3 separate regions of the Mus musculus genome follow, and all the other regions are linked to region 2. The links are chromatin contacts, called in public Hi-C and HiChIP or PLAC-seq maps. All regions are on one chromosome and are shown on one strand. Each heading gives the region's core, a stretch centred on a gene start, on an enhancer-like site or on the middle of the called end of the contact. The rest is flanking DNA. Distances are from core to core; before and after follow the strand shown.

The links. A called contact is a pair of places that touch in the nucleus more often than the background predicts. HiChIP or PLAC-seq counts read pairs in DNA pulled down with a chosen protein or histone mark.
Region 1: a contact with region 2 is called in an H3K4me3 HiChIP or PLAC-seq map of bone marrow-derived macrophages, with 4 times the contacts expected there. The contact joins two enhancer-like sites. A contact is called at or near these places in 1 of 484 Hi-C or Micro-C datasets (the AML12 cell line) and 4 of 115 datasets of contacts at active chromatin or transcription factors (acute myeloid leukemia, bone marrow-derived macrophages, extraembryonic endoderm stem cells and 1 more).
Region 3: a contact with region 2 is called in a Hi-C map of bone marrow-derived macrophages, with 1.8 times the contacts expected there. The contact joins two enhancer-like sites. A contact is called at or near these places in 6 of 484 Hi-C or Micro-C datasets (the C10 cell line, bone marrow-derived macrophages, microglia and 1 more), 1 of 115 datasets of contacts at active chromatin or transcription factors (pancreatic cancer cells) and 1 of 9 other capture datasets (embryonic stem cells).

What each region holds. Positions count from the first base shown.
Region 1 is chr19:55,687,541-55,690,339 of GRCm38.p6, reverse strand. The region is part of intron 2 of 4930552P12Rik (RIKEN cDNA 4930552P12 gene); the gene reads left to right. Among named protein-coding and RNA genes, the nearest start is that of Gm41871, 12 kb to the left of the region's middle. Within about 2 kb of position 1,534, at least 53 of the 459 cell types and tissues checked have an H3K27ac peak or open chromatin away from gene starts, as enhancers often do. A contact at or near this core is called in bone marrow-derived macrophages, where this site is marked.
Region 2 is chr19:55,864,857-55,867,636 of GRCm38.p6, reverse strand. The region is part of intron 5 of Tcf7l2 (transcription factor 7 like 2, T cell specific, HMG box); the gene reads right to left. Among named protein-coding and RNA genes, the nearest start is that of Gm52391, 72 kb to the left of the region's middle. Within about 2 kb of position 1,271, at least 104 of the 459 cell types and tissues checked have an H3K27ac peak or open chromatin away from gene starts, as enhancers often do. A contact at or near this core is called in bone marrow-derived macrophages, where this site is marked.
Region 3 is chr19:55,659,022-55,662,177 of GRCm38.p6, reverse strand. All of the region lies in intron 2 of 4930552P12Rik (RIKEN cDNA 4930552P12 gene), which reads left to right. Among named protein-coding and RNA genes, the nearest start is that of Gm41871, 41 kb to the left of the region's middle. Within about 2 kb of position 1,832, at least 39 of the 459 cell types and tissues checked have an H3K27ac peak or open chromatin away from gene starts, as enhancers often do. A contact at or near this core is called in bone marrow-derived macrophages, where this site is marked.

The DNA of each region.
Region 1 (2,799 bases), core at 285-2,784, 180 kb after region 2:
GTAGCTTCCCTGTTGTTAAATACAATGGTTATCTCTGGTCCTCTTCAGCCAGATTTCTTAAAATGACTTCTTGTGTGTTGCTCAAAATGGTTCACTGAAAACAATACAGAGCTCAGCTCAACTGGTTTCAAAAGCAGTGTGGACCCATTGATTCTTTAGGCAAAAGACCAATCAATGGTTTGTAATTTTAGGGCCTAACATTTTTCTCTCTTAGTCTCTAGGAGGTATTGGCTTCGTCTGCAGTCCAGGTTCCCAAATTGGTAAAAGGCTAGGATAATGCTTTTTTTTTTTTTATGTCAGGTTTGGGGATTGGGGGAAAAAGGGTGTCATATCTTGGTTCTATTTGAGCCATCATCCTAAGCCAACTTAACTTATTCAACTATAAACTCACAGGCTACTATGTCCCCAACCAAGTCTGTGATGAGAGCAAAGCCATAGAGCCTCAGTCTCAGTCACCTGATAAGACGGGGAGAGACGCGCAGGGTGGCACGCAACTCTTTCTCTTTCTCTTCTCCTTTGACTTCTTATCGGTCCTTCATCTCATCCTCTGAACACCGAGCCTGTGACGAGCCTGTGACGAGCCTCCCACTGCCAGCGCCCAAGTTCCTTGTTCTTCCCTATCAAATTACTCACCATGCTTTGTTAGAATTTGCCAAATGGGAACTCTCTTCCTCCTTAGTCTAAGGTGCATGAGTGCAAAGTACACAAGCATACCATTCACCCTGCTCTGCATCAGGAAGACCATACTGTTGCCAGGACTCGGTAAACAGCCTTGTTGTGCAGACCAACGGTCTCCTAAAAAATGTCCGTGATTTCCTTACCAATGCTGGTGACCTAACTCCCACTTCGAGTATGAACAAAGGGAGCCTCAGAGAGGTTGAAACGTGAAGGGCCAAAACTGATGTTTAAACCTCTGCTCTCACTCCAGGAAGTGCGGGCTACGATTGCCCGGCCCACAGACAGCAAAGATCTGTAAAGTCTGAGGGCATGACTTTGTCATAGCGCTGGTAGAGGCCAAGCGCAGTGATGGGACCCTGGGGTCATCATTATCATGGAGAAGTGCTTCTTTCTGTTTAGGCTAAGGCTCTCCTAACTCGTTATTTTGCATCTTGCAGCATAAGATGGCACTGTCTAGGATGCCAAAGGACAAAGGGTTCAGATGGGAGGAGACGTTGGCATTCTAGAACTGATAGCACCATGAAAGTGGACTTTTATAGAAAGGTGTGTTTCACACAGTGTTCATGACAACCCAGGGGATAGACAGCACTTTTCCCTTTGAAGAAGGCGAGGACTAGAAAGACTGAACACCTTACCTAGGACACAGAGGTTTTAAATATCAAGATACTGACTTGAATCCATGCAGCCTCAACTTAGAGTCTACGGTCTCAGTCAAAAAGCATAATTCGGCTAGGTGCAGCCTTGTACACCCACAATCCCAGTACTCGGAAAACTGAGGCAGGAGAATTGGGAGTTAAAGGTCAGCTTGGCTTATAAAACAAGTCCCTGTTTCAAAAACAAAAATGAAAGTGGAGAGAAAGAGGAAGAGGTAACAACAGCTGCCACCGTAACTCACCCAGACCTGGGGATGCCAAGCTATCGTCAGCCAATCAGAAAGTGAGTTTGAGGTCAGTCTGGGCAACTTGTGAGACTTCATCTCAAAAGATAACTAAAAGTGATAAGAGTGCATCTCAGGGGTAGCGCTCTGACAGCGTGGGGGAGGCCCTGCATTTACTCCTTAGTCCTTCGCCAGGAAAGCAGGGGTGGGGTAGTGGGAGGGTGGGGGTGAGGGTGGGATGGGGGTGGTGGAGAGCAGTAAAATAGAGATGCATCATCTTCCCTTTGGCTGCCCCTCGCTGACCTTCTGTCACTGGGAAACAAGTGGGAAACCACCACGGTTTGTGTGGGTTTCATCATAAAAGAAAGCTTTACCTTTTTAGAGCTGGCTGATTGAACGTTTTACTCTCATCTTAGCAATACATATTTATGAAGGACTTGTTATACGTATTGCAGAATACTACAGTGTTCCTGAAATAACATTAAGATCAACCCAGAGAGCTTTGTGTGGAAAATGGAGGGAGAGGCTGTGGGAGATGCCCCGGCAGAGTTTTGCTTCAGATGCTGAGGAAGCCAGGAGATCAGATGCACCCATCATTCCTGCTCTTGCCATCTCTCCCTCAGCTGTCCTCTGGCACGACCCTGTTCATGGGAAGGTTATTTCCTGTGTCAGCCCCGATGGGTCTAGAAGCGAACATCTGGCAGGGGAGCAGAAGGGATTGATGCTATGGGCCACACTCTTCTGAGCCAGGAGCTGACCTTTCCGAAGGGTGAGTCTGAACTTAAAAGGATGGTGGGAGAGAGCACACGATGTGTCTGTATGAAGGAAAATCAAATCCTCTGCCAGAAGGAAAAGTAGATGCTGGCCTGTCCCGGACAATGTCTGGATGTCATTACACTGTGCTAGACAAGAAAGGACACAGAGTGAAAGAACTGTGTCATGAGGAAAAGACAATGTGTCCTCTTCGAAGTAACACATCTTGAGTGGGAGATGAAGAGTAGCATTTGGGGTTGAAACAATTATAAGAAGAGCGTCCTACCGAGCACAAAACTGCTCGAGGAAAGCACCTGGTCGGGCACTCAGAGAAGAAAGAAGGAGCCATACATGAGTGGAATAGGTAGAGATGAAGACTTGGAAAAGCAGAAGGACAGAGGAAAGAAAGGAGAGGAAAGAAGGGAAATGGGGGTGGGGTGGGGTAGAGGGTGTATTTCCCAAGTATAAGAGAAACTGAGAAATTGAGTGGC
Region 2 (2,780 bases), core at 22-2,521:
ATCTGTGTCAGGAATGGGGAGAAAAATGTGTGGCTAGCATAGAAGGGGAAAACGGAAGCAGGCATTGAGTTCGAGCCAGGCTGTCCTGTGGGGTAGGGTCAGCTGGACCTCCAAGGCTTCACACGAGGCAGAAGAACCAGCCAGCTGCCACAGATGAATTCTTGGCATGAGCATCCCACACAGCAGCCCTTCCTATCTCATAGACCAGCTCACAGGGTCGGAGACTAGTTTCAGAGGCAGCAATAATGTTGACGGTGATATAAGTTTTTCAGTCTAAGGGATGACAGATAACATGGAGCAGAGGGTGTGGTCAGTGGCCACTGAGTATCAGGTGAGTGGAGTGGAGTTTCATCAGAACGTCACCTTGCTGAGGCATGAGAAGTCCCCAGGTGGGACTTGAGAGCCATGTACTCATTTAGCCTAGAAGAATACGGTGAAGGGACTATATGGATGCAGGGGGGCGGGGCGGGGGAGGGTGTTGATGTTTAATTTTTGAATAGAAGGATTCTGAGTTGTACAAGAAAACCACAGCTCATACATTTGGAGGAGCGGGCACATCATAGAATATTCCAGAATCTCCAGTACTTCTAACACACACATCTGCCAAGCGTCCTATTGCAGTGGGATATAGAGAACCTTGTTTGCTTGGCGCAATGGTAAATGACCTCCGCCTCTAGAATGGGCATCTAGGAGCCATTAGAAGTCCTCCCCTTGCATGCACAGAAAACCATTTTACAACTAAGAGCTGCAACAACATGAGCCCACCTATGACTCTAGAGGCACAGCTTCGGAGCTCTGGAAGTTCATACAAGTTCATCCAAATACAAGCTTTGCCTTTGGGGGTGCATTCGACGTTGTTGCTCAGGCTGCTTCTAATTAGGGCTGAGCTACATTTTCATTTAATTTTATCACTATTATTTTTTAGCTAAATGCTTGATAACCTGGAGTTATAACACAGGGATTTATATAAATTAACATACACACACACACACACACACACACACACACACACACAAGCGCGTCTTCCCTTCTAATATATACTGTGAATAAACATTCATTTTTCATATATGGCTGAAATATAAAGAACTAGGGAAATTAAGTAATATCTATATTCGTTTTAAATGACGAACAAGCAAAAATAAGGCTGGCTGTGCTGCCACGCTCTTTAGAAATCAGACACATAAGAAGCCACAGACTTATAGGATGTGGTCTAATAAACCTAAGAAAAGTTTCATTTCCTCTCTCTGCACTGGTCAACTCCCTGTCTCCACGGCTAGCTTTGCATACTGAGCCAAAGTGTCTTTCTCCTTTACATCTGTAGATCGAGAGGCTGGTGAGTGTAGTCCCTACTTTGGCCCTTTCTGAAAACACACATCAAAAAGTGAAATCAAAACAGGCCCAATGCTAGGCAAAGGGCAAGCCAACCAAGAGTAACAACAGAGACTGAAGCATCAGACCAAGTGTGCCATCTTGCGGATCTCCAGACAGTGGACTAGAAGAAGTTTCGAGAGCCTCTGGAGAGGAAGGAAACGGGGAAGGATAGAGGGGTTCTGACAAAGAACGATTTAAGAAGTGTGTGTGCAAGTATTCAGTAGCCAAGGTGGTGACTCAGCAGTTACAGGAAGCCCCTCTTATCTGCAGGCAGTTATGCCGTGTCACACCCTATTACTGTCACTATTGTCGGTGCTAACAGCCACCATGCGGCAAGCTTGTGTGGCCAGCTTTGAGCTGTCCACAAATAGCTAACTAGGAAGACGTGACTCAAGCCTGCCCAGGTGGCTATTGACTTTCTTAGTCATATTTACTCAACCCATCTATCTACAGGATTCTCTCAATTGAGGAAGAGATAGATGGCAAAGGTTAAGACCTCAACCCAGTAACAAGGAGGAGGCCAAGTGTGCTGATCGCAGATGAGGTGGAAGATCTCCTAAGTGGGGCACTTACTGCAGAATCAAAGTGTCTCCCAGCTCCCAAGAATGCATGGTGGCAAACGGGACCAAAGGTGCTCTCCTTCTAGTAGGTCGGAATACACGAGACCGTGAATAAGAGCACAATTGTTATGGGCCACATTTTATGGTGTCCTCTCTCTAGCAGTGTGATCTTAAGTGGCCTCATGACTCAGCTCTGTTGAGCACACCAGCTCTCTCACCATGCACTGGTTGTGTGTATCGCCAATGGGATAGGGAAACTGAGGCAGAGAGCAGCTTGGTAACACACTCGTTTGTGCCATCTTTGTGTCTGGCCTATTCACAATCTGTGGGTTTATTCTTCATCTGGAAATGTGGTTTTCTGGTCCTCCCTGGGAGATGTTTTCTGTCCTGAGGACAAGCAGAAGAATGTTCAAGGTCACTGGCGCCAGGATTCTAATCAGCTCCTGCAAATCTTGAGCTATAAGGAAGAGAGAGACCCAGTCTTTCTGTTTCCATTTCCTTATATCAAATAGGGCACCTGGTTCTCCTTTATCCATGTCTCAACTCTGACCAAAGGTTAACTAGTTACCTTGTGCAAAAGCCTGGTGGGCTAGCCTTATCTGCCAGATCTGGTGGGGTAGCCTTATACTCCATAGTCAGAATGAACTGATATGGTTTGAAAAAGCTGGTCTGCCAGAATCTGCTAAGAAAAGCTCTCACCAGGACACAGCCACTGCAGAGTGGGGACCACAAAGCCCTGCCATGCTGAAGCCAGTTACACACCTACACATACCACACATACACACACACACACACCAGGTAATCACAGTGTAAGGATGGTCCAATCACAGGCACAGCAGAGGCAAGGTA
Region 3 (3,156 bases), core at 583-3,082, 210 kb after region 2:
AGCCTCAGAAACCAGTTCTCTTAAATCTCAATGACCTCCTTTGGCTAGAGCCTACCCAGTGACTATAGATGAAGGTTGTGGTGGCACCACACAAATGTGTTGGGAGCAGAGGCCTGAGTGAGGTACTTGACTCCAGCTCTTGATAGCTATGTGGCCATGCTCAATGCTTCTTTTCCTTTCTTCTCTTTTCTTTCCTTTTCTTTTTTTCTCTTTTCTCTCTTCTCTTCTCTTCTCTTCTCTTCTCTTCTCTTCTCTTCTCTTCTCTTCTTCTCTTTCTTTCTCATTCTGCCCCAATCTCTGTCTCTGTTTCTAACTCTCTGCGTCTATCTCTCTGTGTCTGTCTCTCTGTCAGAGGGCAAACTGCATTTCTTTCTCTTCTTCCAACATATGGGTTCTCTGAACTCAGGTCATGAGGCTCTTCATGTGCTAAAGCCTTTCAAGTTTAACTGCTCTCAAATTGCAAGTATCTAGGGTGAACTTAGTTCCTACTTGACGGGTATCAATAAATATCAATGGTACCTCCAGTAGTTAATGTGACAGGAAGACACTGTGGCTACCAGACCTTTGGATGAGCCCCTGTGGGTTCTCATGAAGTCCACCAAGGACTTGAACATGTCACTGCTTAGTTTCTGTCAGGATGTCAGCTTGGAGCATGGTGGGAACGATGCTATTTGAAGTCATGGCTCAGGGTGATTCTGGTGTGATGCTACCAGAGGAATAGCCATCAGGTTCAGCCTTGGCAGCTCTAGGCTGGTGTTGCTCAGGGTGGAGAAGGAGGAGGCCTGGAGTTGGGGACATCTGCTGTGACTTTCTGGCTGGGAGTTGAGGGTTATCAGTGGTTGCCAGGGGAAACACAGACATGGGGTCGTGGGGAGACGTTTTTTGCATATATCCTCAATCAGACTTGGTTGTGTTTTCACAGAGAGAGAAAATCTGCGGAAGGTAAGGTCTCAGGATGTTCACCACCTGTGGGACATGGTCACGTTCCATCACTTCTTCAGGTCACTTGCTCATCAGGACAAGGGGAAAGGAGTGAGCTAAGCCTAACACCACTCCACCCATGTGCTTTGTCCCAGTTTCTCCATGATTCCGGTGCAGGACCTGGGGCTCACAAAAGTCATGGAGCAGTGCCTGCCGTGGGAGTCTGCATTCTGTTCGGGTGGAATAGAAACCTACTGTTAAAGACCCACGACAACCAATCAAGTCCCGTGCAAGGACACGGCTGAGATCAGTGTGGGGCTTGGAGTTAGCAGGCAAGTGTGGGGATCTCCTGGCCATGTGGATGAGTTTAACTTGTTACTCTCCAGGTTAGGGATGCATCTAAGTTAATAGAATACCTGCCTAGCAGGCACCAAGTTCTGGGGTTTGACCCCTAGCAGTATATAAAATCAGAAGGTTGATAAATTAAACGTCATTCTTGGATACATAGTGCGTTCGAGTCCAGATGGGCTACATGAGACTTTTCTTTTTAAATTACCCTCTTGGCAAGAGAAAGTTCCTGGCTCAACCTGGTTTGTCTGGCCAGACCCTGCCTGTGATAAGCTTGGTGCTTTGGGGGAGAAGTCATTCCAAGGAGAAGTCTGTGCTGGTAGGCCTGTAAGCGGAGTAGATGTCCATTGGTCAAACCAGTTGGAAGCTTGAGGGCACAACTGGATTCTGACAAGTGACCTAGCAGTCTGTGTGGTAGCTGGCAATGTCCACAAAGCACCCTTCACCTCCAGGGGCCTTGACTTCTCTGTCCGGACCTGTGGCTTCCTCTTTGTTACCCCGTGATGCTGGCATCGCCCGGGAAGGGTTACTGCCCTGTCCGAGAGGAGATCACTCTGTCCAGGGTAAAGAAAGGGAAGTGAAAGCAACTGAGGGGCAAAACAGAGCGAGCCAGCACCACGGAGAAGCGCGGCAGCTCTGTGGTTTTCTCAACGTGGGAAAATGACAGCTCTCTCGGAAGGTTTGTGGGGGAAGAGGTCAGAGTTCAAATATAAAGAAGAATTAAAGATGGAGGAACCATGAGATATCTTCAAAAGCTGCCAACGGGGCTAAAGTTCAGTGGGAGACTGCTTACACAACACACAGGGTTCTGGAGCCAACCCCCCCCCCCCGCACCCCCACCCCACGGTGCTGAAGTTTATTTATATGTTTATTTTAATATTTTTTTTTAATTTTGTGAGAAAGAATCTCATTGTATACCCCTGAGTGGTTGGAGCTCACTCTGTAGACCAGGCTAGCCTCAAACTCACAGAGATCTTCCTGCCACTGGCTCCAGAGTGCTGGGATTAAAGGATTGGATCACTCTCTGGAAGTCACTGCTGAGCTGCCATGAGAGAGAGAGAGAGAGAGAGAGAGAGAGAGAGAGAGAGACTGACTTTGTGATTCAAATGTATCAGAGATAACAAAACATTTAATCAATGAAAGGCTAAGCTGAGAGTTGTAGAAGTAGAGCCACATAGAAGGGGATGTCCAGCCAGTGACCCATGCTTGGGAAGCTAAGTTAGAGCTCCAAGGCTGCTGAGACAAAAGAGAAAGATGAGGTATAGCTAATATGAATTTCGTTGTCTCATAAGACAAAGAGACTCTGTAAGCCATAAAACACAGATCTCTCCCAACTGAAAATTAGGAGTTGTTTGGGCATCAGACAGCCCATGGAAAGAGTCCATGCTAGTCTCACTGCGCATCAGAAGAGCGGTGTGAGTTCTATGGCCGCCATTATGTGGGTTCTGTAGGGTGAAGAGGTTCCCCTCAAGTGCCTGCCTTGGGCTTGGAAAGGTCCTCAGAGGTTGTCAGGGCCCCCCTCTCCTTTGTGTTGTCTATGACACTGTGTTAGTTCTGAAACCCTCCCTGTTTCTTACTTCTGGAATGGCTTGCAGAAGGCTTGGGTCATTACATGGCACTCAGGGAGCAGGCATGGTAGAGAAGGGGGTGAAGGGCATGGCTTCTCACTCAGGCTTCCTTAGCCAGTGACATTGACAGCAGTCTTTCCTCTGTGGCTCCTGCTTTTCTGGATAGGGCCTTGGAGGTGCAGGTTAGCCAGGGTCTCTGTGTCTCCCTGGAGACTGTCATTTTCTTCTGTCCCTCTGTCCTAGGGTCCTGTCATTAGGCTGTCTCTGCTTTTTTTTAGCCCTTTGATTACTTGAAGAAACAATTCCTGCATTGGGGACC